6 separate regions of the Mus musculus genome follow, and regions 1, 3, 4, 5 and 6 are each linked to region 2. A link is a contact called in public Hi-C, HiCAR-type and promoter capture Hi-C data. All regions are on one chromosome and are shown on one strand. The core of a region is the stretch at or near the end of the contact, and the rest is flanking DNA. Distances in the headings are between cores, read along the strand shown.

Region 1 (4,188 bases), core at 1,008-3,507, 960 kb before region 2:
GTTCACAACTGTCTGTAACTCCACTCAGAGATCTGACATCCTCAAACACAGATACATGTAGGCAAAACACCAATGCAGATACAAATAAACAAATTAAAAAAAAAAAAAAAGATGTTAACTCACCATACAATTAAAAAAATAAAAGGTCTGGCATTTATTTAACTCAGAGAACTACTGAGAGCTGAGATTAAATGTATACTCCACCACAATCAGCCTTTATTTATTTGTTTTTAGAGACACGACGTTCTAGGACCTAGAGAAGTGGCTCAGCATTTAGAAATACTGGCTGCTCTTGCACAGCACCTGAGTTTGAGTCCCAGTCCCTACACGGTAGCTCAAAACCATTTGTAACTCCAGTCGGAGTGGATCCAATTCCCTCTCCTGGCTTCCTGAGGCCATCACACACACACACACACACACACACACACACACACACACACGGTATACAAACATATATGCAGGCAAATTACCCACACAGACAAAATAAAAACAGATTGAAAAACAAAACAAAACAAAAAAAACCAAGCCATAGGTCCTAGCTCTATAGCTGAGAATGGCCTGAAGCCCCAGGAAGAAACAGTAACCATTACTTACTTTGTGCCTCTTCACTTGGATTCTCTCGAGCCTTCAGCAGCTCCTCAAATTCCACTGACATTGGCACACAGATCTGAGGGAAGGAGAAGAGTTCAGGTGGGCCTGGCGATGTCTCAGGCACACACAGGCCTGGGCTTCTAAGACTTGCTTTGGCTTTGACCTTGAGTGTACAGAGCTGCCTACTTAGTGTTCTCCACTTCCCTTGCTGCATAGCCGGGCAGACATTGATTGGCACAAAACACAGCATGCTAAGGAAGGGCTCCTTTGGAGGAGGCAGTCCAAGAGATATTTTACGAAAAAGCTGGCATTGGACATGAATCCTGAAGGGGTAACGACCTCTGCAAGTGAACAGAGCACCACTGTGTTGGTAGATTTCAGGGCAGAGCTAGGTGCACAGTATATTGAGTAGGAGACATTCTTGTGAAGCAGCCCTAGTGCTTCACCGTGTTCTCTTACTGCAGAGGGATGCCAAGAGGATGTCACTTAACATGCAGTGAAGTGGCACGTTCTTTCTTGGAGTGACATCTACATGGCATAGCTCCATTTCCTTTGCATCTTTCCCTTTTGTTAACGGCCAGGTCTAAGGACACTAAGTTGGGAGGCCTTACCTCATTTGGGTGCTTCCGATGGAATTCCTTTATCTGCTTGAGTCTGTTATAGAATTCAGCGAACTCGTTGGGTCCTGAGATAGCATTGAGCTCCTCCTTCCGCAGTCTGCAAGATATCAACAAACCCGAAGAGCATAAAGCACACAGCCCATGGTCTCACCAGGGCTCCTCAAAAGCACTAATTGTTAGAAGGGATGTGACCGTCACTTACCCGTCCTTATCATCATACAAATCCCTCAGGTTCCCACTGACCTCCATGTACCTCTGAAACAGAAGCGCAAAGCCATCAGAATGAAGCAAATTTGTACCACAGGGCTAAGTAAACAAGAAAGGATGTCTTGGCAAAACCCAAGGAAAACTCATGAGATACATGGTCTTCAAAGTTCCACCACTTTTAAGAGACAGCTTGATCCCGAGGTGGTTGCATACACTTTTAATCCCAGCACTTGGGAGGCAGAGATAGGACATCTGATTAGGTACCCTAGAGGGGCTTGTCTAAGAACTCAGGGGTAGAAATCACGCAGGGCCACTCAACCTTCCCAGCCTGCACTTTTCCCGCCCAGCCCGACCCCAGGGGAAGCGGACGGCGGCGCACTCACATCTTGCATGGCCCGAGTGCGGTGATCGGAATTGATCTGGTCCCGAAGCTGCAGAAAGGCAAACGGTAACACATACGTTGTTACTTTGAGTTTAGCAGTTGGAAAGAGCACCCGAGGGGTGATGCGCTTATTGGTTTAGGTCCCAGGGGCTGAAGCAGGAAGATTGAGGGGCCCTCGGAGGACGTTAACGAGGCCAGAGTGCCGAGCCAGCTTAGGAGGAGGGTGAGGATGGGGCGCAGAGAAGCTCCGAGGCCAAATACAGCGCGAGGGCTCGGCAAAGGACCCAGGCCCGCCTCCTGATGCGGCCCGGACCACGGCTCACTCACCGTGGACTTCTTCGTAAGCATCTCTTTGGCCATAACATCCATAAGCCGTTCCTTCTCCTCATGATAGCGCCGTTGCTGCTCTAAAATTGTCTCCATTTTCCCTTGGCCACGGCGTTTCAAGGCGGACCACTAACACTGCCGGAAACACCGCCTGCCGCCTTTCAGCCAGCGTCTCAGCGCGCAGCATCCGGCTGCACCAAAGTTCCGCGTGTCCCGGAAGTGTCTTGGGGGACTCAAGAAAAAAGGAACACCACGAAGAGAGCAAGCGGGTGCTATCCGCGACCGTGGCTACGCTTCCCCCTGCTGGCTGGGGGTCTGAAGGAGCGCTGCCTCCGCGTTGAAAGCTGGCTGTCTCTAAGAAGCCTGCAAGAATCCTGTAGGCTGAGGTTGAGAGACAGCTGGCTTGCCCGGGGCTTGCTGCAGAAAGCTGGGCCGGCAGGGACACACTAGCAGGAACGGATAAGTTGAAGGATACAGAACGGAAAGGGGAACTGGAAGCAGCAGTAGTTTTCAGTGTGTGACCTCTGGTGATGTTTTCCCCTTGTCTGGACTTTAGTGTGTTTGTCAGTAAAGTGGAGATGGTGGTGGGTTTGTTCTTAATAAAACTCATACATATTTGAACACAACCTTTGTTTATTGGCAGAGGAGTCTTTAAGAAAAACGTGGTACACTCAAGCAATGATATGCTTGCTGTTCAGCACAGGTTAACTTCTGATTCTCTGTAATTCTTTTTTTTTTAAAAGATTTATTTATTTATTATATGTAAAGTACACTGTAGCTGTCTTCAGACACACCAGAAGAGGGCATCGGATCTCATTACGGGTGGTTGTGAGCCACCATGTGGTTGCTGGGATTTGAACTTCCGACCTTCAGAAGAGCAGTCGGGTGCTCTTACCCACTGAGCCATCTCACCAGCCCCAATTCCATGTAATTCTTTATTTTTCTGCTTTTCGCCTACCACTTGCTGGAATTACAGGTATGAGCCACCACACCTAGCCACTGTATGGCTTAGAAAATGAAATCTAGACTGCCTTTCCTTAAAAGAGGAGGAAGAGGAAGAAGCAGAGGCAGAAGAGGCAGAAGGTGGAGGCAAACAGATCTTTGTGAGTTCTAGGCCAGTTTGGTCTACATAGTGAGTTCCAGGACAGCCAGGGCTGCATAGAGATCCAGTCTCATGAAACCAAACCAAACGAAACATAAACAAACAAACAAACAAACAAACAGAGTAGGGGCAGAGAGTGAATCAGTATAGAGAGCTGGGATTACAAGTGTGTGACAGTGCATGCACCAGGAAAGAGGCATCGGCGCAATGCAAAGTGGCTCACACCCGTGATCCTAGCGCTTAGGAGATGGAGGCAAGAGGAGAACAAGTTCAAGTTCAGCCTGAGCTATGTGATAAGACTCTATCTCAAAACAACAAACAAACAAAACACATACAAACATACACATACACACATACATATATACATACACATACAATACATACACACACATTCACACACACATACACACACATACATATATACACACACATGCACACATACATATACACATATATACACACACACATATATATATACACACACATACACACACATACATATATACACACACATATTCACACACACATTCACACACACATATACACACATACACACACATACATATATACACACACACATATATACACACACATTCACACAAACATACATACACATACACTTACACACACACACACACACACACACACACTCCAAGGCACTGGGTTTCAGCATCAACACAAGGGACTCTGGCCAGGTGGTCGTGGTGCACGCCTTTAATCCCAGCAGTGAGTTCCAGGACAGCCAGGGATATACAGAGAAACCCTGTCTCAAAAAACCAAAAAACAAAAAAGAAAAGAAAAAAGAAAAGGGACTCTACTCCATTCCTACTCTAGGCAGAGAAGGGAAAACACCGACCCTGTGTTCCTGTTATTCACAATTCACAAAATCTCTATATAACCCAAGGGCCCATTAGTTGGGACTGGAGAGCTGGCTCAGCAGTGAGGAGCGTTTGCTGCTC
Region 2 (3,977 bases), core at 1,266-3,765:
GTTGTATGCTCACCTTACTTCCTGTCCCTTTCCTTCCCAGTACTTGTCAGAGATTATAATTAGATATTTGTTGTGGTGACTGTTTCATTAGTATCTGTCATCTCTAGCAGACTAGAAACCCTTGGAGGACAGGAAGCAAGCCTCTTTTCATATCCAAGTATCTACAGCAACAAAGCTTGGTTGCCCTGATGCCTTACACAGAGATGCTCAATTACGTGTGTTGGGTGCATGCATGTACATGCCTAGTCGAGTCACTGTATCACTCACAACAAAGTTGACCTGGAGTGTGGTGACCTCATAAGGACTGCGTTTCCATCCTGTCAGAGCAGCCCATCCACCTCCCTCAGAGGCATGTCTCTGAGCCACTGTCATTTGCAACATCTCATAGGATATACCACCTACTTGTTTGGCTTCTGAATCATCTAAAAACCACCTCATTCAACAATGTGGTCTATCAACTTTCAGAGATAGAATAATAATTACCACTTATTCATTGACTAATATTTATTCCGTGTCTATTCCTGCCACATTCACTGTGCAAGTCGTGGGGAAATACAGATGAATAAAGGCTTCCTTGTTATTCTCAAGGAATGTATGGTTTTGAAGCACAGTTAGACATATATTCAAATTACAGCTTCCTCCTTTAAAACACTAATATTCCAAGGCACACTCAATGTTTTAAAGGATCACAGAGTGACTACCAAAGCACGTAGCAAAACCCTACTAAGAGAGGTGTGTTTAAAATGACTACCCAAGGGACATACTTTTCAAGTCTTCTAATCGTTCACTTTGGATCTGTTTATACCACAAGAAAACAATTTACTTGATGCTCTTAGGTCCCCTTAAAAAATAACCATCGTGAAGTGGCTTTTCATGTCCTTGGCTTTTATTGAACATAGAAACAGCCATGCAAGCGGTCTTAAAGGCTTTATTACATCATTGTTTCCTAATAAAGTCATGACAGTCTACCTTTGGAATTAAAGTGATACACAAAATGATGGTCTGTGTCCTCTGGTGAACTGGTTCCATTCAGATAACACCTATTCATCATGACTATGGTTTCATTTTTCTTTAGCCTTCAAGAAGCTCAGAACTGAATTTTAAATTCAGTCATTTACCACCAAGATAATTGTGAGGTTTTTTTTTTTTAAAAAAAACTCTAATGTTTTATTTCTAGATTTTAGTTTAAACCACGTTACATCTATATTGACAATAAATGTGCTAAAATAAACTTAACATGGGTAATGTGCCTAGGGAGGCTTGAATCCCAATATGGCAAAACAAACAGAAAACCAGCAATTTGGTATGCTGTGCTGTCTTATATTTTACAGAAATAAATGTGAAAGTATATGACCTATGTTATGATCTTTAAAGAGTTTGTAGAAACGGAAGAGGACTCAGAGAAAAGCAACCAAAACGAACAGGAGGAGAAGGAAGAAGAGGCGGAGAAGGAGGAGGAAGATTGGAGATAGTATGCCTTTATTGTCTAACCCCAAGTGTGTTGAAGTACTGTGACAGCCATCTTGGCAATTAGAAATGAGTATCTAAAATTTGGACTGTTCTAGAAAAATCTGTTACAGAGATAATGTTAAAGCCAGATTACAGGAATCACAGCCACTAATATACAAATAATTACAGAAAGGCTTTGAATGTGGAGGTGTTGTTCTGATGACTCTATTGATGTATTTGAAAGCACTGGAGTTACTCCCCAGGAAAATTACAACCAGAGTTCCCTAAAGCAGAACCTCCCTGTTTTCTATTCATTTGCTGAATATCAAAAGCATTTTCCAGCCAACAGTACGGCAGAGAATCTCGATTGACCCGAGGAAGAACCAGTCTGAGTTGCCAAGTCGGATGAGGAAGCCAACTGCCAAATCAGCTATCAGGGGAAGTTCCTAACACCCTGGTATCACTTGGTTAGACAGTTTAAGCCAGTGAGTTTTCTGGTAGGATTGTTTTTTGTTTTTTTTTTTTTCCTTTTAATCCTTTTTTGCGTAACACATATCCATTTAGTGATCCGATTAATGGCCGGGTCATCTATCCCCAAAATACATTCATTTGTAACACACCTCCCCTTCCAATTTTGCCCATGATTGCACAGGGTTCGTGGATTAAATAAAGTCTATCCTTAGATAACCCGGTTATGTTTGTGAAGATTTCCTGGGACTCAAGACAAAATCCTTTGATAACCCTTTAGAATCACCTCTTTTATCGGTCACGCGGCCAAGGGAACCCCGGTCTCCCAGGGTCTCTCCCATCCCCCGCCCCCGAGGCCCCTGCCGCGCAGGTGCGAAAGACCTCCCAGGCCACTCCGGCAGAGAGCGTGAAGGGGGGGGCCCTGGGAGGGGCGGGGGCGGGGGTGTTGCTAGGCGACCACGCTCTCCGCCCAGACCGGCCTACTTCTTCCGCAGGGGGCGCCATGGGCCGAGCCCAGGCTCGCGGGCCTCCCGGATCGGCCCTTTTCCGACTTCTTCCCCTCTGCCGGGCGGTGGCGCACGCCCGTGACGTCACAGGAGGCGGGGCCAGCGCGGCTGCCGGGTGCCGGAGGCGCCATTGGAGCCGGCTTGGCTTGGGAGCCGTAGCTGAAGAGTTGGATCCAGGGCAGTCCTTGCTGCCGCGTCTGCGTCTGGTCTCTGGCCCTTCCGCGGGATGGCGTGCGGGGCGACACTGAAGCGGCCCATGGAGTTCGAGGCGGCGCTGCTGAGCCCCGGTTCCCCGAAGCGGCGACGCTGCGCCCCTCTGCCCGGCCCCACTCCGGGCCTCAGGCCCCCGGACGCCGAGCCGCCGCCGCTTCAGATGCAGACGCCGCCGGCGAGCCTCCAGCAGCCTGCCCCACCCGGCAGCGAGCGTCGTCTTCCAACTCCCGGTAACCTGCGCTGCTGCTGCGGACTTGGCAGGAAGCCAGGCCCGGGCGTGGGGGGCGGGGAGGGTGCGGGGGTCGTGGACACCGGCCGAGATCACCTCCGCACCCCATATCGGCCTTGGGAGAAAAAGGAACTGGGGTGCTGCTGGGCCCGGTTGCTTCCGGGGACGAGAGACATCCGGGAAGGGCAGTGACCCCACAGTGTCGGTTTTCGGGTTTCCTGGAGCTGGAGAGTCTGAGGGGTGGGCACCAAAATGAGGTGGGGATACCCCAGACCGCCGAAGGCTCTTGGTGTCCCTGAAGCCCCTCCTGCCTCCGCTTGTGCGGAACCTCCCGGGAGATCCAGTGGGCCATGGAAAATTGGATTCTGCTCACGAACCCAGCCATGAGTGGGGCGGGAGACGGATAGAGGGGAAGGGGCGTGAGCGTATGTAGCGCCGCAAGGTGCTTTTAGGAAGACTTGATTTCTAGAATTCTTTAGGGAGCAGAAGCCATGGAATGCAATTTCAACCAGACTATTTCTTAAGAGACGGACTGACCTTGTTTTATCGTGTGGCTATTGTCTTGTTTCGGGTATGGCTTGAAGTGGGTAGTTGGTTGGCTAGTATTTGAGAATCCTTAAGTATACAGAGATTCTGTACTCAAAATTCAAATATCTAATACAGTGACTCGACTTGAGTAAGGCACTTCGTTTTAGACAAGGCAAAAAGAAGGACTCATGGGGCAGTAAAGATGCCTATCATATTGCAGTAGGAGGAGGGAACGCGCTTCAGCACCCATATTCAGCAAATTAGAGGGATCCCAGAAATAATCCCTCAAAAGTGGATTTGGCCAAGTTGTTTCTTTGTTTTCTTCTTATTGTTGTTCCTCAAGCATTAGGAAAACCTGCAGTCCCTTTAAATCATTTTTCCCCCTTACATCTTGCAGTCTCTAGTGCCTCTAGTTTTCATTTCCTCCTTCCTGTGCTTAGCCCCTCAAGGATACTGCTGCCACCAGCAGTCCTCTCGAGCTTTACCTGTGTTCACGTCGTCGTATCATCCATTTCCTTTAACTGTGGCTCTGCTCTTTCCACTAGACCTGCTTTCTCCATCTTTTCCTTGAGGTTGTTAATCTG
Region 3 (3,987 bases), core at 1,059-3,558, 990 kb before region 2:
TCTCCACTAAGCCGTTCCACCAACCCAAGAATTTTCTCTTTTGGTTTGTTGTCAGTCTACGGCTTGCCTAGAACTCACAATGTAAGTCCAGACTGACCTCAAATTCAAGGCAATCCCCCTGCCTCAAGCCTCCCACATGCTAGGATTTCAGGCACCTAGCATCACTCCCATCCAGGCATGTTCTCGTTCATCTTTCTGTCTTTGGAACCTGTCCCATTGACCTAACAGGGACCCAGATTGAAAGGGCTACTCACCAAGGATGTAGAGTTCACCATCTGGGGACACTGAGGGAAGGAAACGAGAATGTCTTTAGCAACTGAACATCCCTGTCCCACCCACATAGCCACCACCCTCCCTTACAGTGAGGGCAGAGATGAGTTGGGGGCCACCCAGAGGAGAGCATACCACCCGGCCCAACTGGCACCTTCTTCCAGCATAAAATCTTTTGAGAGTGGCACTATCTGGTCCAGAGATACATCGTCTCCTGTGATGGCCATCCTCCGGTGTGTATACAGGAAGAGACTAAGGGCAGAAATGAGTGGAAGGCCCAGCTTAGAGTGCTTGTGGTCACCTGTGGGTCCCTAGTGCTTAGCTGGCAGTGCCCTAGCCATACGCATGGCTCAGGCCCTTTCCATGCACAGTGTCCAGTGATGCAAGAGCAGTACACATTCCAACCATCTCTTCAACCCCATCCCTTCCCTTTTTGAGGTAGGGTCTCACTCTGTAGCCTAGGCTGTGCTTAGAATGTAGCCCAGGATGGCCTGGAATTTGTGACAGTCCTGCCTCAGCTTCCTGGTGCATGTGCTCGCTCGTTCCCAGTTCAACCCTCTGTACTTTACTCTGGGTAAATGGAGCTATGAAGAACAATTTGCATAGGATTGCAGCATCCGGATTTAAACTCGGGCACTCACACAAACTCAAAATCTGGCCAAGTTTGATATAACTGCCTCTCCTCTAAAAGCTTCCACATCACATCTTGCTGATTATTAAAGGCTTAGAACACGGTGTTCCAGAACACTATCATTGTGTTAATTAGTCTAGGAGACTCAGACAGAATGACTGAAGTCCAGCTGGAGGATACTGAAGAACCACCCATGGCCCACACAGGCAGTCTGAGCCCTACTTACGCATGCTCCTGGGCGTCATTTTCCAGCCGGTACCTCACCAGCCCGAGCAGGCGGCTCTGCCGGCTATCTCCCTTACACAGCACACCTTGGACTGCCTGCTGCTCAGAGTGAAGGGAAACTGAAAGCCAAAGGGCGAAACTCCCCATCCGGCCCACTCCACCACGCTGCCTTTCCCTCTCCCACTGGCAAACGACTTCACCTCTCTGAGTTTTCCTCATCTGCAAAATGGGTATAATAGTCTCCAACTTTGCAGCTGGTTGAGAAAATAGCTACCTATGTAAAGCACCTGGTAGAGAGACCAGAGCCAAGTGAATACTTGGTAAATATTGGTTTACCTTTTCCCATATGGCTTCGAGAGAAATTTTTCCACACCCTCCATCCCACCTCCCAAGGCTGAAGCAGGCACGATCTGGATGGCAACCTACAACTGGGAAGGATATGATGACGCAGTATTCCCCCTCAACCAGGGTCTCCTGGATTGCCACAGACTGGTCCATGCTGAGCTGTCAAACCCTGGGGTAGGGCAGGTGGGAACCTCCCATTCCGTATTAGAGCTGCTTCGGGGGGCTGTGGGGATGAAGAAAGGGGCCTTTGTGGAGGGAAAAGAGAGAGCCTGGTCATCTCTCTTCTCCTTCTGGCCTTCCCCGTCTTTCCTACAATGGGTCTCTCAACGTTTCCAGAAAATGGGTTTCTACCCCTTTGCCCCTTGCTCGGTGTCGCCCCAGATGTTCCCAGTGGAGTTCAGTATGCTCTCTGGTCTCCTTGCTTCTGGGTACAGCTCTGATGCCCTCTTCAGGGAGCAGTTGTGGTCCATCTGGCTCTTCTCTGGGAAAGGTTGGTGGTGTGTCCAAATAGGGGTAGGGAGACAGCCTTCGCCTCAGTCTCAGCTAGGAGGGTCTTATTCTGGAGAAATAACCCAGCCCCGCTGCTCTTTCCTCGGAGCCTGTGGGTGTCCCGTTGCTCCTTGCCCCTCACCCCACCCAACAGGCCCCGTTGCATCAGCAGCAGGTTAGGAGTGTCCATTCTGGCACCCACAGGACAAGGGCCCCAGCAACCAGCTTGCAAGCCCCCTCCCACTCTGCACTTATTTCAGATCCTTGTCATTGCAGCCTACCTCCCGAGCTGTCACCGGTGGGCCTGCAGGACACCTCCGTTCCAGGGCAGATTAAGGACTACATTTCCCAGCGGCCCTGGCGTCACAGGACGGACAGCCAGCCTGCAAGTCCCAGCATGCCCGAGTCGGACATGGACGAGTAGGTGGGTCTCCCCGCCCTTACTCTATTTAAAAATCTAGAATCTACAGTCTGTATTCAAGCATACTCGGGCGTCCCAGTTCTGGAAAGCCTGCGTGAGGAACGCCTTTCTCAGCCCACTAAATCAAAGGGCCAAGGCCCATGTCCAAGGCAGAAGGAAGTGGTCATGTTACCCTAACGGAAAAAATGATGTTAACTTTTATTTTCAAGTTAAGTCCATCCTCAACTCTTCACATGCAGAAAGGGACAGCTTTCTATTATTCTGAAACACTTCCAGATAACTACCGTGCCCTGGCTTCATGTATGTCACCTTCTCCACTTGCCAGGTGGAGAAACGGAGGAACAGAGAGACAAAACTGTTTGACAAAGTCCGTAGCCAATAAGTGCTGGGTGCCCAGAGGGAAGTCCAACTCCAATTCCTGTGTCATTTTCCCGTCTAGGAACTGCTAAATGTTCTTAAGACCTATCTAGCTTTTCTGTCAATGGAACTTGAAATGTGTGGCATCTTTATCTGTGACACAGTAATGACAACCACCAGGCAGCGCGGAGGACTCTTCTTAACAGCGGAGGACGATGTGGCCCTCTTGGCTCTTTATTTCTTTAAAGATCTGTTAGTTTTTAATTTTTTGTGTGTATGTGTGTGTGCTTGCATGAATTTATGTGCACCGTGTGTGTGTGTGTGTGTGTGTGTGTGTGTGTGTGTGTGTGTGTGTGCACGCTCACCTAAGAAGGCCAGAGGTCATCAGATCCTCGGGGCTGGTGACAGGAGGCTGTGAGACACCTGATGTGTGTGGTGGGAACTGGGTCCCAAGAAAGAGCAATATGTTCTCTTAACTAAGGAGACATCTCACCGCAATGCCCAGATAGACAGCCCTGAGCAGGTTTTGTCCTCAAGCCCCTTAGCCACATTCTATTGGCCATTTACCCTGACAGGAACTATTCTCTTCCAGACTCCATTGTTCCCTTCTAGGTAAAGACTATATATAGCTAAACCGGGGATGGTGGCACACTCCTTTAATCCCAGCACTCGGGAGGCAGAGGCAGGCGGATTTCTGAGTTCGAGGCCAGCCTGGTCTACAAAGTGAGTTCCAGGACAGCCAGGGCTATACAGAGAAACCCTGTCTCGGAAAAAAAAAAAAAAAAAAAAAAAAAAAAAGACTATATATAACTCAAGACAGGACAAAAGAAGCTAGCTCAGACGAGAGAGTCTAGAATGGTTGGTTTTTTCTCAACTGCTGACTATTTCGGTAAGCTGGATCCCTGAGGACTGGGCTGAATCTTGCCCTTACACTCCTGTGCAGTTTCTGGTATAGTGGCTCTGAGACTTTCATTTATTTATTTTGAGCAGTCCTGAGGATGGAGCCTAGGAACCGGAACCCAGGGCCTCACAGCTGCCAAGCAAACACTCCATGACTGAGCCACATCTCCATCTCAGAACATGTTCACCCCAATTAGTTAGCTTTACTGATTTAAGATTGCTTCTCGCCGGGCGTGGTGGTGCACGCCTTTAATCCCAGCACTCGGAAGGCAGAGGCAGGTGGATTTCTGAGTTCGAGGCCAGCCTGGTCTACAAAGTGAGTTCCAGGACAGCCAAGGCTATACAGAGA
Region 4 (4,125 bases), core at 285-2,784, 940 kb before region 2:
CTGGTCTACATTGTGACTTCTAGGACAGCTAGGACTACATTGTGACATCCTGTCTCAATAAAACAAAAACAACAAGGAGCTGGCTGAAGATTAGTCTCCCATAGTGGAAAAGATTCCAAATGCCAACAGATGAAAACATACGGGGGTGGGGTGGGGGTGGGGGTGGAGGGTGGCAGGCATGGGGGGGGGGAGAGCACAAACAAACCCAAACATTGCTGTGATGCTTGGCTGGGTCCAACTCTCTCTTGTGCTACTTAAAGGTAGCTTTAGTGGTGACAAAAATAACAGGATGGCTGGGCACACTGTCACACACTTGTAATCCCAGCTCTTTGCAGACGCAAGAGATCACTGTGAATCTGAGGCCAGCTTGATCTATGAGTGTCAGTGCAGCCAGGCCTACATAGCTAGACACTGCCTCAAAACATCAAACCTAATCAGACTAAGTCAACCCCAATAAAACAAACTAACAAAACAAAACAAAACAAAAACAGAAACAAATCAATTTTATTGTGAACCTGCTAACAAGTAAACCCAACATTAAGCACTGAAAACATATGTCTTTTAAACCTCAAAATCCTGAGGGTATAGTATTATTTTATTATTTTACAACTAGATGTGGATACCAAGCCTCAGCAAAACTAACTTTCCTTGGTTAAGAGCAGAGCTGGCACCAGAACACTCCCTCCACAGTTCGCGGCTCTCTATCCATCACATTAACTACCTTATGTTAAGTCGGCCAGCTAGACGCACAACTTTGATGGCTGTGAAGGACTCGGAACTTTATTGCTATTAGATGATTCTTTTCTACTCTGCTTATAGATACAGTTCTGCCACTCAGAGCCCTTGATACTCCTATGAGCAAGACCAGTCTGCTATTATTATGTTCGTTTTATGGGTGAGAAAAATGATGCTCTTTAAAGTCAAGCAATCAGCTCAGAGCCACGCAGCCAGAAGTCAGCTGAGGAGCCAAATATGGTTTTAAAGTACTCTTTCTAGTATACTGTAAGATTCACATTATTTCTAGTTTTTGGTTTGTTTGTTTTTGTTTTGTTTTTAGACTGCGATTTATTTTACTATGTAGCCCTGGCTGGCCTGGCAATCACTATGTAAGACCAGGTTAGCCTTGAACTTACAGAAAATTGCCAGCTTCTACCTCCAGAGAGCTGGGGTTAAAGGTGTGAGCCACGTTCTAGTTCTACTTAGAATCTTAACCCACACCAAGTCTCAGGTGACAGCACATGCGCACACGCAAGCCGAGCGTAGCCAGAGAGCAGTGCCAGCCATGTGTTCCCAGATGCCAACGTGCGGCCTGGAGCGAAGTCTAGGTCTCTGGACCAGTGGACGTTCTCTGCGAACCGAGAGCTGTGAAAGAATCCCAAGACTCTAGCTTTGGAAACTACATCTCCCAGAACCCTCCGATTCAGGCCGCTTGAGAGGGGCTGTATTTCCGGTAAAGCAGGCTTCTGATAGGCTGCATTGCAAGCCGCGTCTTGGGCCTGCTTCCGGTGTCTTGGCGGACGCGGCGGGGTGGGTAGTGCTGTCGTGGTGGTGGAGTTTGCTGAGCATTTCCTAGACCTCAGTAGGCATGTCGGCGGCTTTTCGCAAGGCAGCCAAGACCCGGCAGCGGGAACACCGAGAACGAAGCCAGGTAGGCCCTCGCAAGCCTCAGGGGCGCCTGCAGTGGCCCCCGCCCCCTCGCTGTCCCTGCATCCGGATACGGGACAGCGCATCTGCCTTCAGTCAATACCCAACACATGGGGCCTGACCCCAGCGTGCCTTGTCGGGGAGACCCAGGGACAGGGTAGGAGGATTGTCATTCTCTACGGTAGAGGGTCAGTGGGTAATTGAGTGAGGCAGGGTGTGCTAGAGGCCTTTCCCTGGGAACTTGAGACCAAAGTCAAAGGAATGTAACCGAGTGACCAGCGACAGTAGGCGCCTCACAACCGACGCATGCCCGGGTGTTCCTAAACTGGGCCCAACTTTTGGCATGGGATTTGCGGTTCGTGTAGATCTGTCATATGCTTCCCCCTAAAATCGTGGCACTTTCCTTATCCCTTCTGGAGAATGTCTTGACCATTTACAAACTTTGCTGGACCTCATAGCCCAGGTCTATAATGGCATCTACCCAAGAGGCCAAGGCAGAAGGATCCCAAAATCGGGGCCTGTCTGGGTCACTTAGACCTGACTCAAAAATCTAAAAAAATTCTAGACATAGGCCTCAATGGTGAACTGCTTGCCTAGCAAGTAAGGGCAGTAGGCGTAGTCCTTGGTAAGAAGAAAAAAAGGAGGGAAGTGGGGAGTTCCCCCACTTAATTTAGTTAGAATAAATAGGTGTGGATTTACTCAGGAGAATGTGTTAGGGTTTGGATATGCAATACAAATAAAGATGTATGCAGAATCACTTTATCCACTTTGCCATTCTCAGAAATTACATCATAACTGGTTCAAACAAGCTTTTAACAAGCCTTGGAGAGAGGGCTTAGCCGTTAAGAGTACTCGGCTGCTCTCTCAGAGTTCAAATCCTAGCACTCACATTGTGGGTTCACAAATAGCTTTAACTCCACTCTAGGAATTCCACCACCCCCTCTGGCCTCCATAGGCCCTGCACTCACATTCATTCATATTCTTTATCTCTCTCTCTCTCACACACACACTAACTTTTTTTTTTTTTTTTTTGGTTTTTCGAGACAGGGTTTCTCTGTATAGCCCTGGCTGTCCTGGAACTCACTTTGTAGACCAGGCTGGCCTCGAACTCAGAAATCCGCCTGTCTCTGCCTCCCAAGTGCTGGGATTAAAGGTGTGCGCCGCCACCACTGCCCGGCCACACTAACATTTTTTAAATTAAAAGATTACTGAGTGTGAGTGTGTGAGCGGGTGTTTGTGGGAGCACATCCTGGGCCAGGGTTGTGATTTGTCCGACATCCTGACGTGGGTGCTGGGATCTGGAAGAGGAGAATCTGTGTTTAACTGTTAAGCCGTCTTTTTACTCCTCAAACAAATATTTTTTATTATTATTTTTCTTTTCTTTTTAAAGGCAAGAGGATCAATAGTTCAGGGAACGCATCAGATTTTAGGATGTTCTGGGCTCCATGAGACAGGATCTCAACAAAACAAAACAGGCTGGGAAAGTGGTGCAGCTAGCAGATGTGCTTGCCGCACAGCCTGGCAGCCTGAGTCAGACCCTCAGGACTCATTCACTAAGGGGAAGGAAAGAGTGGACTATTTTTTTTTCTTCTTTATTTTTTGAGATTATAGCTTCATTACAACGTTTCATCTTTCCCTTTGCGACCTCTATAAACACTCCCATGGACCACTGCTTGGTCTTTCAATTTCATGGCTTCCTTTTTTTTGAGAGTGGACTCTTTAAGATGTTGTCCTCTGTCCTCCACGTATGCCATGGCATGTGCACCCACGTGTACACATTCATATACACAAAATGAAACCCAGGCAACAAGAGACAAAACCCCATATACGCAGCCAAAGGGCCTGTAGAGATACCTGCTTTACAGATCCTGAAGAAAAGGACGCGATCTCAGAGACCATGCAGCTGACTAATGCTGTAGAGTTGAGGCCTCTTTCTCCTTCTCTTTTTTCTTACGGGGTTTAAAAATCCTTTTCTAGTAGATCTTAGACAAAAGGCTGAGAGGCGATGGCACTGCCTTCCTTATCACAGCTCCCTTTCCTGCTGAGTAGCCTTTCTTAGTGTGTGCTTAGTGGAAGCAGTATGATACAGGGAGTACAATTTTTTTATTTTACATGTATTTTTATTTAACCATGTGTGTATTGGTGCCACAGCTTTGTAGAAGTCAGAGGACAATTTTCAGGAGTGGATCCCAGGTTCAAATTCAAGTCATTAGACTTGGTGGCAAGTGACTTTACCTGCTGAGTCACCACATCAACAGCAATGTATTTTAACATCTTGTTGGTGAGACTGTCTATGGACCTGTCTAAAACCAGGAATAGGCAGAACTTGCAGTGTAGATGGGTGACTCTCTGTGCCACTTAACTCAGAGCAGCTGTGTGCAGGCAGGTTAGCATCTCCTCATATTTTCCTGAGGAAATGGAGACTCAGGAGGGTCAAGTGCTGGGCAGGAAGTGGTGCAGCTAGAGCTGACAAAGCCAGAA
Region 5 (3,953 bases), core at 391-2,890, 910 kb before region 2:
ACTCGGGCGACACAGCCTCTCGGCCGCCTTTCGCCGCTCGCTGGAGAGAGGGGTCGGTCCCGGGTGTTTGGTTTTGTTTAAAAGTTTCTGAGCTTTTTTTTTTTTTTTTTTTTTTCCTTTTTGTAAAATCCAAAGCAAAACCGAATAAACAACAAAAAGAGTCCAGGCCGCGCGCGCTAACTGCGCGCCGGAGGCACCGCTGCGCCGGCGGGGAACCCAGTCCGCAGGGTCACTGCACAGAGCCGGGCAGTGTGTGGTGGTGGTGGTGGTGCAGCGCGGCCGGCGGGGGTGGCGGGGGCGCAGAAGGTGGCGACGCGCTGCCCCCGCCAGGCCCCAGCTCCCCAGGCGCATAAACGTCGTCCATGGGCGGGTGGCCCGCGCCGGCCGCGGGGGTCATGCGCTTCTCCTTCTGCCGCCGGTTGCAGAACCAGACACGCACCACCTCCTTCTCCAGTTGCAGGCTGTCGGCCAGGCCGGTGATCTCGTGCGCAGACGGCTTGGGACACTTGAGAAAGTGGCTCTCGAGCGCGCCTTTGACACCCACCTCGATGGACGTGCGCTTCTTGCGCTTGCGGCCCTGCGCCGCGATCTTGTCCAGGTTGGTGGGGCTGCCGCTGGACGAGTCGGTCTCCTCCAGCCACTTGTTGAGCAGCGGCTTGAGCTTGCACATGTTCTTGAAGCTCAGCTGCAGGGCCTCGAAACGGCAGATGGTGGTCTGCGAGAACACGTTACCGTAGAGGGTGCCCAGCGCCAGTCCCACGTCGGCCTGGGTGAAGCCCAGCTTGATGCGTCGTTGCTTGAACTGCTTGGCGAACTGCTCCAGGTCGTCGGAGCTGGGAGCATCCTCGTCCGAGTGCTCGCCCACCGACGAGCCACCACCGCCCGCGCCCGGGTGCAGGTGCGCCGCCGCCGCGTGCAGGCCGCCCGCGTGTGCATGTCCGTGTGCGTGTCCGTGTGCGCCCAGGTGCGGTGGTGGCGACGGCTCCAGCTGTGCCTCGTGGCCGTCCTCGTGCAGTGCGTGGTGCAGGCCGGGTCCCGCGCCGCCGCCTCCCGCCGCCAGCATCCCGGCCAGGCCGCCGCCGCCGCCACCGGGGTAGGCCGCCTGAGCGTACAGCCCGAGCGGCTGGGGCTGGTGACCCCCGCCGGCCCCGGGCGACGGCGACATGGCGGGGCCCAAGTGGTGCGCTGTGCCGCCTTGTGCCCATGCCGCGCCCGCGTGGGCCGCCCCTTGGTGCACCAGGCGGGCGTGGAAACCGCCGCCACCGCCGCCGTCGTCAGCTCGGCCGGTACCGCCACCGCCTGCCTTGCCGTGTTCCAGGTGCGGGCCGCCCGCCCAGTCGCCGCCGCCGCCTCCTCCCGTGGGTAGCCATTGAGGGTGCGCTAGGCCCACGGGGTGGCCCGCGCCCGCGCCCAGCCACTCGTGGTGCATCAGCTTCTGCACTTCGCGGTACGCGGCCCCCGCGTGCAGCCGCTCGGCCGCCGCTGCCGCCGCCGCGGCGGCATCGGGATGCATGAGCGGCCCTGTGCCCCCAGCTCCGCCGCCGGGGCCCCGCGGCAGATACTGCGCGGTGGTGGCCATGCCGCCCCGCGCCCTGCGCCGCCCCGCCGCCGCCGCCGCCTCGCTCCGTCTGCGGGCCCCGCCGCCGCGCTCCGCCGGCTTAAAGCCCGGACCCGCTGGGCGCTCCGGAGCCCCACCCCGCCCGCCGCCCATTGGCTGCCCGCGGAGCCGCCTCCCGCCTCCCGGCCCCGGCCTCCTCCCCCCGTGCCCGCCCGCCGCCGGGGCCTGCAACCCGGAGCTCGCTATTGGGTCTCGCTCCCGGGGTCCCGCGCGCCGGCAGTGCTGATTGGCCGCTGGGGCTTCATTCATGACCCCCACCACCACCGCCCGCGTACACATTCACGCCCCGGGGGCGCGGCCGCCACGTGGGGAGTGGCGCGGGGGTGGCACTGGGACCGCACCCCCTCCGGTCCCGGCTGCGTGGGCCCCGCTCTCACCGCAGCGCGGGAGACTCGGAGCCCGGTCGGTCCCCACGTTCCACACAAGCTCAATTTCCGCCTGCATCCCACTGGGGCGGGCGGGGGATTGCGGGCTCCGGGAGGCGCTCGGGTTCCGAGCAGAGACTCAGCCCCGCACTCTTCCCTGCGCTGCGCCTCTGCCTGCGGGCCAGGATCCCGCGAGTCTGGGCTGCAGCGAGAGCGAAGCTGCGTGGCTTCCCGGCTCGGTACCGCGCGGCTGCTAACCTCCGGGGCCTCGCCTCCTGCGGCTGCCAGGTCGCATCGCGTTCTCCCAAGGTCTTGGTTTTCCCTCTACTCCCTCTAGACTCAGCGCCACAACTAGCTGGACCTCTGCAGTCCTGAAAGTGCAGCAGGCACGGACAGATTCGGATCGGCTTGGGCTTCACGCCTCTCGCCGGCTCGCCTTCCTTTCCCTGGGCACCGAGGCCAGGTGAGTACCGCGTGGGCAGTGCTGAGCCAGGACAGTGAGCCGCTGAGCCTGTACGCGGAGATGCAAGCTCCAGGAACCAGTTGGGCTCCAGGGTTCTGGAATGAGAGAACCTCGGGGTGGAGACTGGTTCCAGAGAAAGCGCCACCAGTGGGTGGGGAATGGACACTGGGCCCTGTCCTGCGCTGCTGTAGCCTTTTCGTGTTGTTTTCCTCCCAGCTGGAACCGGTGGTCTGTCGGCAGCGCTGGTTGTGCTGGGGTTATGCCGCCCGGAAACTTGCAGAATAGGATTTGTGGACTGACTTAGGGAAGGACAGTTGGGCACCTCGGAAATCCAATGTGCAGGCTGGCAGCTGGCAGCTGGCAGCTGTCTAGCCTCCCGTGGAGTCAACTCGGACTTGTCTGATAGGGAATTGAGTTCGAGGTGTCCTTGTTGGAGAAGTGGACAGTGGGATGCGGCCAACTTCTTCATCCCTGTCCTTGTTTTGTGTCTCTCCTAAGGATCCTGAGTGGAGGGGGCCTCAGTTGGAGCTGGTGTGTGCTTCCTCAGTCTGCATGCCTCCGTACTTCTGCCTATTCCTCTGCTGGGCTTCTGTACACTGCTAGACCTTCTTCTGCTTCAAAGTGATTCAAAGATTTCTGGGTGCCGAGCTGGGGACCTAGCTAGGACCTCACTGGACAGGAATCTACTCAGGACTGTAGAATGAAGCCTATGTATTTGAAGACGAGAGAGAGAGAGAGAGAGAGAGAGAGAGAGAGAGAGAGAGAGAGAGAGAGACAGAGACAGACAAGGGCTCTAAAGGCAGCTGCTGTGGAGATCATCTAAGAGTGGCTGCGACAGAGTTGACAGTGACAAGAGTTACCCTGTCCTCTGAGCCCTGAATGTCCCAAGTTAAGCACCTGCTAATGGAAGAAGAGGCCAGGGTTGTCTGACTATTTGCCATAGTCCTGAACAGGCATTTTCTACCTGCTGGAGTTATGATGGGTTCCTGTATCTGAACCCAGGTAGGGATGCTGGGTTTTCCTGGATCTTGGCCCAGGAAGCAGTCACCCTGAGGCAGCCCAAGTTCTCTTGGTCCATGAACCTGGCTAAGCTTTCTCCCAGCCCTAAGTGTAGGACCAAGGCTTGAATTCTTACAGCGGAAGTCTCTCAGTCTCTCATGCCAGTCCTAACCAGGCCTGTATTACTCTGAAGATTGGGCTCAAACTGGAACTTCCTCTTGTTTTTCAGTTAAAGTACTCTAAATTTGGTTTTCCTTTTTGTAAATTGGGACTGACCATGGCTTACATTGTATCCCTGTCTCCCTAAGGTGAACAGGGAATGGTATGAGATAGAGGGAGTGCCCCCCTCCCCACACAAAGGGCTTTTATTTGCGCTTTTCTGTTGTTGCAGTTTGCTAGGTGGGCAACTAACTTTCCTCAGTGGGCTGTGCGGTTTGGACCAATTTACTTTTTTTCCTCTTCCAAGTTTGACAGTCTGAGAGTCTATACATCTACCCTGATCCTGCTG
Region 6 (3,648 bases), core at 1,004-3,503, 820 kb before region 2:
GTATGCATACTGCTTATGTGTGTGCAAGCATGCATGTGCTCACTCGAGTGCACACACACACACACACACACACACACACACACACACACACACTACACACCCAAGACTTGGTAAGTATTAGAATAAAAACAAACCCTTTCTGGAATTTGCCTGGCTTTGAAGAGCCGAGAGCAGACAGCAGCCCTTGCTGTGGTGAGATGGGGGGAGCAAGGCAGGCCAGCCTAGAAAACACATTCCAAAGCCGTGAAGCACAGGGCTGGGCACTCGGCCACGCATGAGCTCATGTGCCGGGAGCTTCAGAATTCCCACTGACACCAGTGTCGGAGTCTCTCGGCAAGCTCCGGGAATGGTGTGGCCGCTCCTCTGGGCCCCTTCTCACAGTGTTGGTGGTGTCTTAGGAAGACCAGACCCCTCTGTTCCTGGAGGACAGATAAAGGAGAGCATTGGCCCCTGATTGTGCCTAACTGCAGCTCCTCCATGGAAGCTGTCTACAGCCTTGGGCCTAATGGGTTAATAGAGAGAGGGGGTGGGGAGGGGATAAAGTACAGAAGGGGACACCTAGACTGAGTCAGACAAAGATATCGGGGATTGATCCAGGTCTGAGGATGACATTGAAGGTTTCCTCAGGGGAGCACAATAGGCCTTGGGAGGAGGGTGTTGGGGCAGGGGAAGGGCTGTATGGCTCAGCAAATTATTCTTATTGTCATCTTTTATTGGTGGGCTGTGTTTGAGACAGGATTTATCTTCGTAGCCCTGGCTGTCCTGGGACTCACTCTGTAGTAGACAAGACTGGCCTTGAACTCAAGAGATCTGCCTGCCTCTGCCTCTTGAGTGCTGGGATTAAAGGCATGTATCACTACCTGGTACTTACTATCCTCTTTTATTTTCATTATATTTTTGTAGTATTGGTGTTGGAATCTAGGCCCTTACAGATGTTAGGCACGTGCCTTATCACTGAGCTACACACCCCCAACCCCAAATCTGGCTCATTGGTTAGGTGCTTAAAAAAAGGACCGGCCAGCAAGCAAGTGGGCTGAGTTCATACTATGATATGGAAGCAGACAGACACCCTTCCATCTCTGAACATGTTTACCCTAGGATATCGTGGGAGGAAAGAGCTCCCAGAACATTTCTAGTTTGGGAAATTGCAGGTAGACTAGCTATACTCCAGGGGGGGTCTCCTTAGTTTCCCCATCTGCAAAATGGGGGCAGTGGGTTCTGGCTATTTGCAACATTGCAGGATACTGTTGGGAGGGGCTCCACCACTCAGAAGTACCCAGGAGCTTCTTCAGAAAGCAGTATGTTTAGAGCTTGTAAGAAATATAACCGATCAGGGTTCCTGAGACCCCAAGAAAGCTATACTTTTAGTTTTCTCCTCTCTCTCTACTATTTAGCCACCCCCCAACACTGAAGCGCTTAGATGGAGCCTGGGGCTCTGAGCTCAAGGGCCTTGAATTCCTCTATTCCCCCACCCCCACTTCTGCATTCCCCCCCTTCTACAAGGGAACTATTAATTGTAATTTAAGCCTCCCAAGTTAAAAGCAGCGTGTAGATTCAAAGATTCTTTCATGGCAATTACACATCGTTTCTGGCTGCACTTTAGTGCCGGGCTTTTATCTGTTGTTCTGGGGGAATCACTTACCGGCCAGAGCGCCAAGCTTCACACAGATTTCTCCCTGATTATGTTTAATGGCAAAAGGAGAGTTAACTCTCCGCCCTCCTGAGCAGTGACAGGAGTTCCCCCACTTGGCCAGACACAGCAGGGAAGAGCCGGGCACTTGGGAGTTGCAGGCACCTTCATGTTCAAGAGTCATTTGTACAAGGCTTTAAGGGGACCCGTGTGGTTCAGGGCAGGCAAGGAGCGTTTGTTGATGTTTTAAATGCCAACAGCAGCTAATTGCTTACTCTACACATTCCATAACAATGGGAGACCTCTAGGTACCAGGCTCTGGGCTGGCATCATCTCCGTATTTACATTGCAAGGTGCTGGATCTTTATGGACATATGGACAGAAAGACAGACAGACAGACAGGCACACACACACCCCACCTCCATATGCAGGGACATAGCATTTGAGCCCTCATCTCAGTCACAAATGTCCACTTGGACACTTTTCACACAGAACCTTCTCTGCTCACGTGTTTGCCGGCCCCTCGCATAGTTTGAGAGGTCACAGGAACTTGTTGTGAGTCTTGGGACAGCATGGGATGGAAATATAGAGCTGGGTCCCTGTGCCCACTTCCACTGTCCTCCTGACCCCCAACTGTCATTCCCATTTGGAACTCTAGCCTTTGTGCCTCAGCTGGGTAGCCATCCTGTGCTATGGGTGTGACTGTCAATTTCAACTACAACAGCGTTCACATCAGGTCTCCTCTGAACCTTCTCCAGTGGGTTTTTCCTTGTCTGAGGTCTTGGTGAGACCTTCCATCTCAGGACAAGAAAAGGTCATGGTTATTCTTGGGTCCTGTGTTCTCTTCACTTCCTGCACCCAGTCGTTGGCCAAACATGCTGGCTGCACTTTAAAAGCGTACCTCTGAGCCCCCTTTGTCACCGGTCACTGCCACCCTGGTACATCCTCCTCAGCTGGCTCTCTGCAGTGACTTCCAGGCAGATGGCTCTGCTTCTGCTCTTGGTCTCTATAGAAGTCTGGGGAGGGTTCATTTCAGACCAGGTCCTCCAGAGGACCTTATAGTGGCCAGCAAGTTCTTATGTGCACTGTTCTGTGTCATCCCATCTCACCTAGTTTCCACGTGGGTAACTCCCTTACAACCACCTTCAAGTCTTTGCTCAAATATCACTTCTTAATGAGGTTGTCTCAAGTATCTTCTTTGATTTCACAGCCTGCTGCCTTTTGGGGCCCTGCCCTCTGATCCTTCTTCCTCTGCTGATTTTTGCTTCTTTTCTTGCCGTCCTCTCCCTCCCCTAGAAGATACCCTTCCCAAAGCAGGTTGAACACACAGAGAAAGAGACTGTGGTAGAGAATTTCCCTTGGAGGGAGTGTACTGGGAAAGGCTCTCAGACCTGTGAAGGAAGCAGCCCAGGACAGAGGAAGGGCTGCCATCTGATGCAGTCACAGCAAAGGCTGGAGCTGATGTCCAGGGACCTGGGATCCAGGGGAGCTTTCAAAGTGGCCAGGCATTAAGACAGGGCATGGACATTTGTGATTCTCTACTGAGCAGACATGGGATGAAGGCTCTCCTAGGGAAGGGAGTAGCCGTAGGTGAAGCAGCTCCCTTTTCAGAGCAGTTTTGCAGAGAGACTGCTGAATGGCCATCCATCAACACTCCCATAACAAGGGAGAGGAGTCTCAGTTCCAAAGTGGGGAACTGGGGCAGACCAGAGAATCCATTATACACTTAAAATATACAAATGAGTATTGACATATTATATTCATTATTTCTTTTTCTTTCCCGCTCTATAGGGAGTTACACGAGGGAACGGCTGTTTGTGGCTACAGCTGCATGAGGTTTCTCAAGTGCTTGGGACAGTAGGTCCTCCATAAATGTTTCCTGAATGAATGAATGAATGAACGAATGAGCCAGTTCAATATTCTCTCTATGTCTCTCTGTGTCTCTGTCTCTCTCTGTCTCTGTGCCTCTGTGTCTCTCTCTGTCTCTCTCTCTCTGTTTTTTTTTTTAAAGACAGGGT

What was found. Promoter capture Hi-C pulls out the DNA fragments that hold promoters and counts their contacts. Hi-C and Micro-C count contacts between places; a contact is called where the count stands out from the background. HiCAR-type assays count read pairs that join an accessible place to other places.
Region 1: a contact with region 2 is called in a HiCAR-type map of astrocytes, with 5 times the contacts expected there. The contact joins the promoter of Sf3a3 here to the promoter of Akirin1 in region 2. A contact is called at or near these places in 3 of 39 promoter capture datasets (cranial neural crest, frontonasal cranial neural crest and hippocampal neurons), 5 of 484 Hi-C or Micro-C datasets (B cells, CD8 T cells, cerebral cortex and 2 more) and 8 of 115 datasets of contacts at active chromatin or transcription factors (astrocytes, bone marrow-derived macrophages, cardiomyocytes and 5 more).
Region 3: a contact with region 2 is called in a HiCAR-type map of astrocytes, with 4 times the contacts expected there. The contact joins the promoter of Inpp5b here to the promoter of Akirin1 in region 2. A contact is called at or near these places in 5 of 39 promoter capture datasets (the 3T3-L1 cell line, 3T3-L1-derived adipocytes, embryonic stem cells and 2 more), 4 of 115 datasets of contacts at active chromatin or transcription factors (astrocytes, bone marrow-derived macrophages, embryonic brain and 1 more) and 1 of 9 other capture datasets (adipose tissue).
Region 4: a contact with region 2 is called in a promoter capture Hi-C map of liver, with 4 times the contacts expected there. The contact joins the promoter of Utp11 here to the promoter of Akirin1 in region 2. A contact is called at or near these places in 16 of 39 promoter capture datasets (the 3T3-L1 cell line, 3T3-L1-derived adipocytes, the C10 cell line and 10 more), 8 of 484 Hi-C or Micro-C datasets (B cells, CD4 T cells, CD8 T cells and 5 more), 13 of 115 datasets of contacts at active chromatin or transcription factors (the 230-238 cell line, the NIH/3T3 cell line, astrocytes and 9 more) and 3 of 9 other capture datasets (adipose tissue, embryonic stem cells and liver).
Region 5: a HiCAR-type map of astrocytes shows a contact between it and region 2, with 3 times the contacts expected there. The contact joins the promoter of Pou3f1 here to the promoter of Akirin1 in region 2. A contact is called at or near these places in 3 of 39 promoter capture datasets (cranial neural crest and liver), 1 of 484 Hi-C or Micro-C datasets (embryonic stem cells) and 3 of 115 datasets of contacts at active chromatin or transcription factors (astrocytes, bone marrow-derived macrophages and large pre-B cells).
Region 6: a Hi-C map of adipose-derived mesenchymal stem cells shows a contact between it and region 2, with 4 times the contacts expected there. The contact joins the promoter of 4933407E24Rik here to the promoter of Akirin1 in region 2.

The regions. Positions count from the first base shown.
Region 1 is chr4:124,712,930-124,717,117 of GRCm38.p6, reverse strand. It overlaps Sf3a3 (splicing factor 3a, subunit 3), which reads right to left and starts at 2,257. Exons shown (of 17, transcript NM_029157.3): 1 at 2,128-2,257; 2 at 1,802-1,849; 3 at 1,414-1,466; 4 at 1,203-1,308; 5 at 595-667. The coding sequence starts at 2,223.
Region 2 is chr4:123,748,837-123,752,813 of GRCm38.p6, reverse strand. It overlaps Akirin1 (akirin 1), which reads left to right and starts at 2,515. Exons shown (of 5, transcript NM_023423.3): 1 at 2,515-2,866. The coding sequence starts at 2,650.
Region 3 is chr4:124,740,171-124,744,157 of GRCm38.p6, reverse strand. Inpp5b (inositol polyphosphate-5-phosphatase B) reads right to left here and starts at 2,308. Exons shown (of 24, transcript NM_008385.4): 1 at 2,242-2,308; 2 at 1,568-1,694; 3 at 1,128-1,222; 4 at 425-522; 5 at 255-284. The coding sequence starts at 1,624. Gm12915 (predicted gene 12915) reads left to right here. Exons shown (of 4, transcript NR_151694.1): 3 at 2,237-2,384. It overlaps Mir698 (microRNA 698), which reads right to left and starts at 377; the gene lies at 269-377.
Region 4 is chr4:124,690,963-124,695,087 of GRCm38.p6, reverse strand. It overlaps Utp11 (UTP11 small subunit processome component), which reads left to right and starts at 1,534. Exons shown (of 8, transcript NM_026031.3): 1 at 1,534-1,648. The coding sequence starts at 1,586.
Region 5 is chr4:124,655,333-124,659,285 of GRCm38.p6, reverse strand. It overlaps Pou3f1 (POU domain, class 3, transcription factor 1), which reads right to left and starts at 1,640. Exons shown (of 1, transcript NM_011141.2): 1 at 1-1,640. The coding sequence starts at 1,579. The coding sequence ends at 230. It overlaps Gm2164 (predicted gene 2164), which reads left to right and starts at 1,799. Exons shown (of 11, transcript NR_168006.1): 1 at 1,799-2,446.
Region 6 is chr4:124,567,784-124,571,431 of GRCm38.p6, reverse strand. It overlaps 4933407E24Rik (RIKEN cDNA 4933407E24 gene), which reads right to left and starts at 2,253. Exons shown (of 3, transcript NR_045819.1): 1 at 2,139-2,253; 2 at 135-419. All of the region lies in intron 1 of Gm2164 (predicted gene 2164), which reads left to right.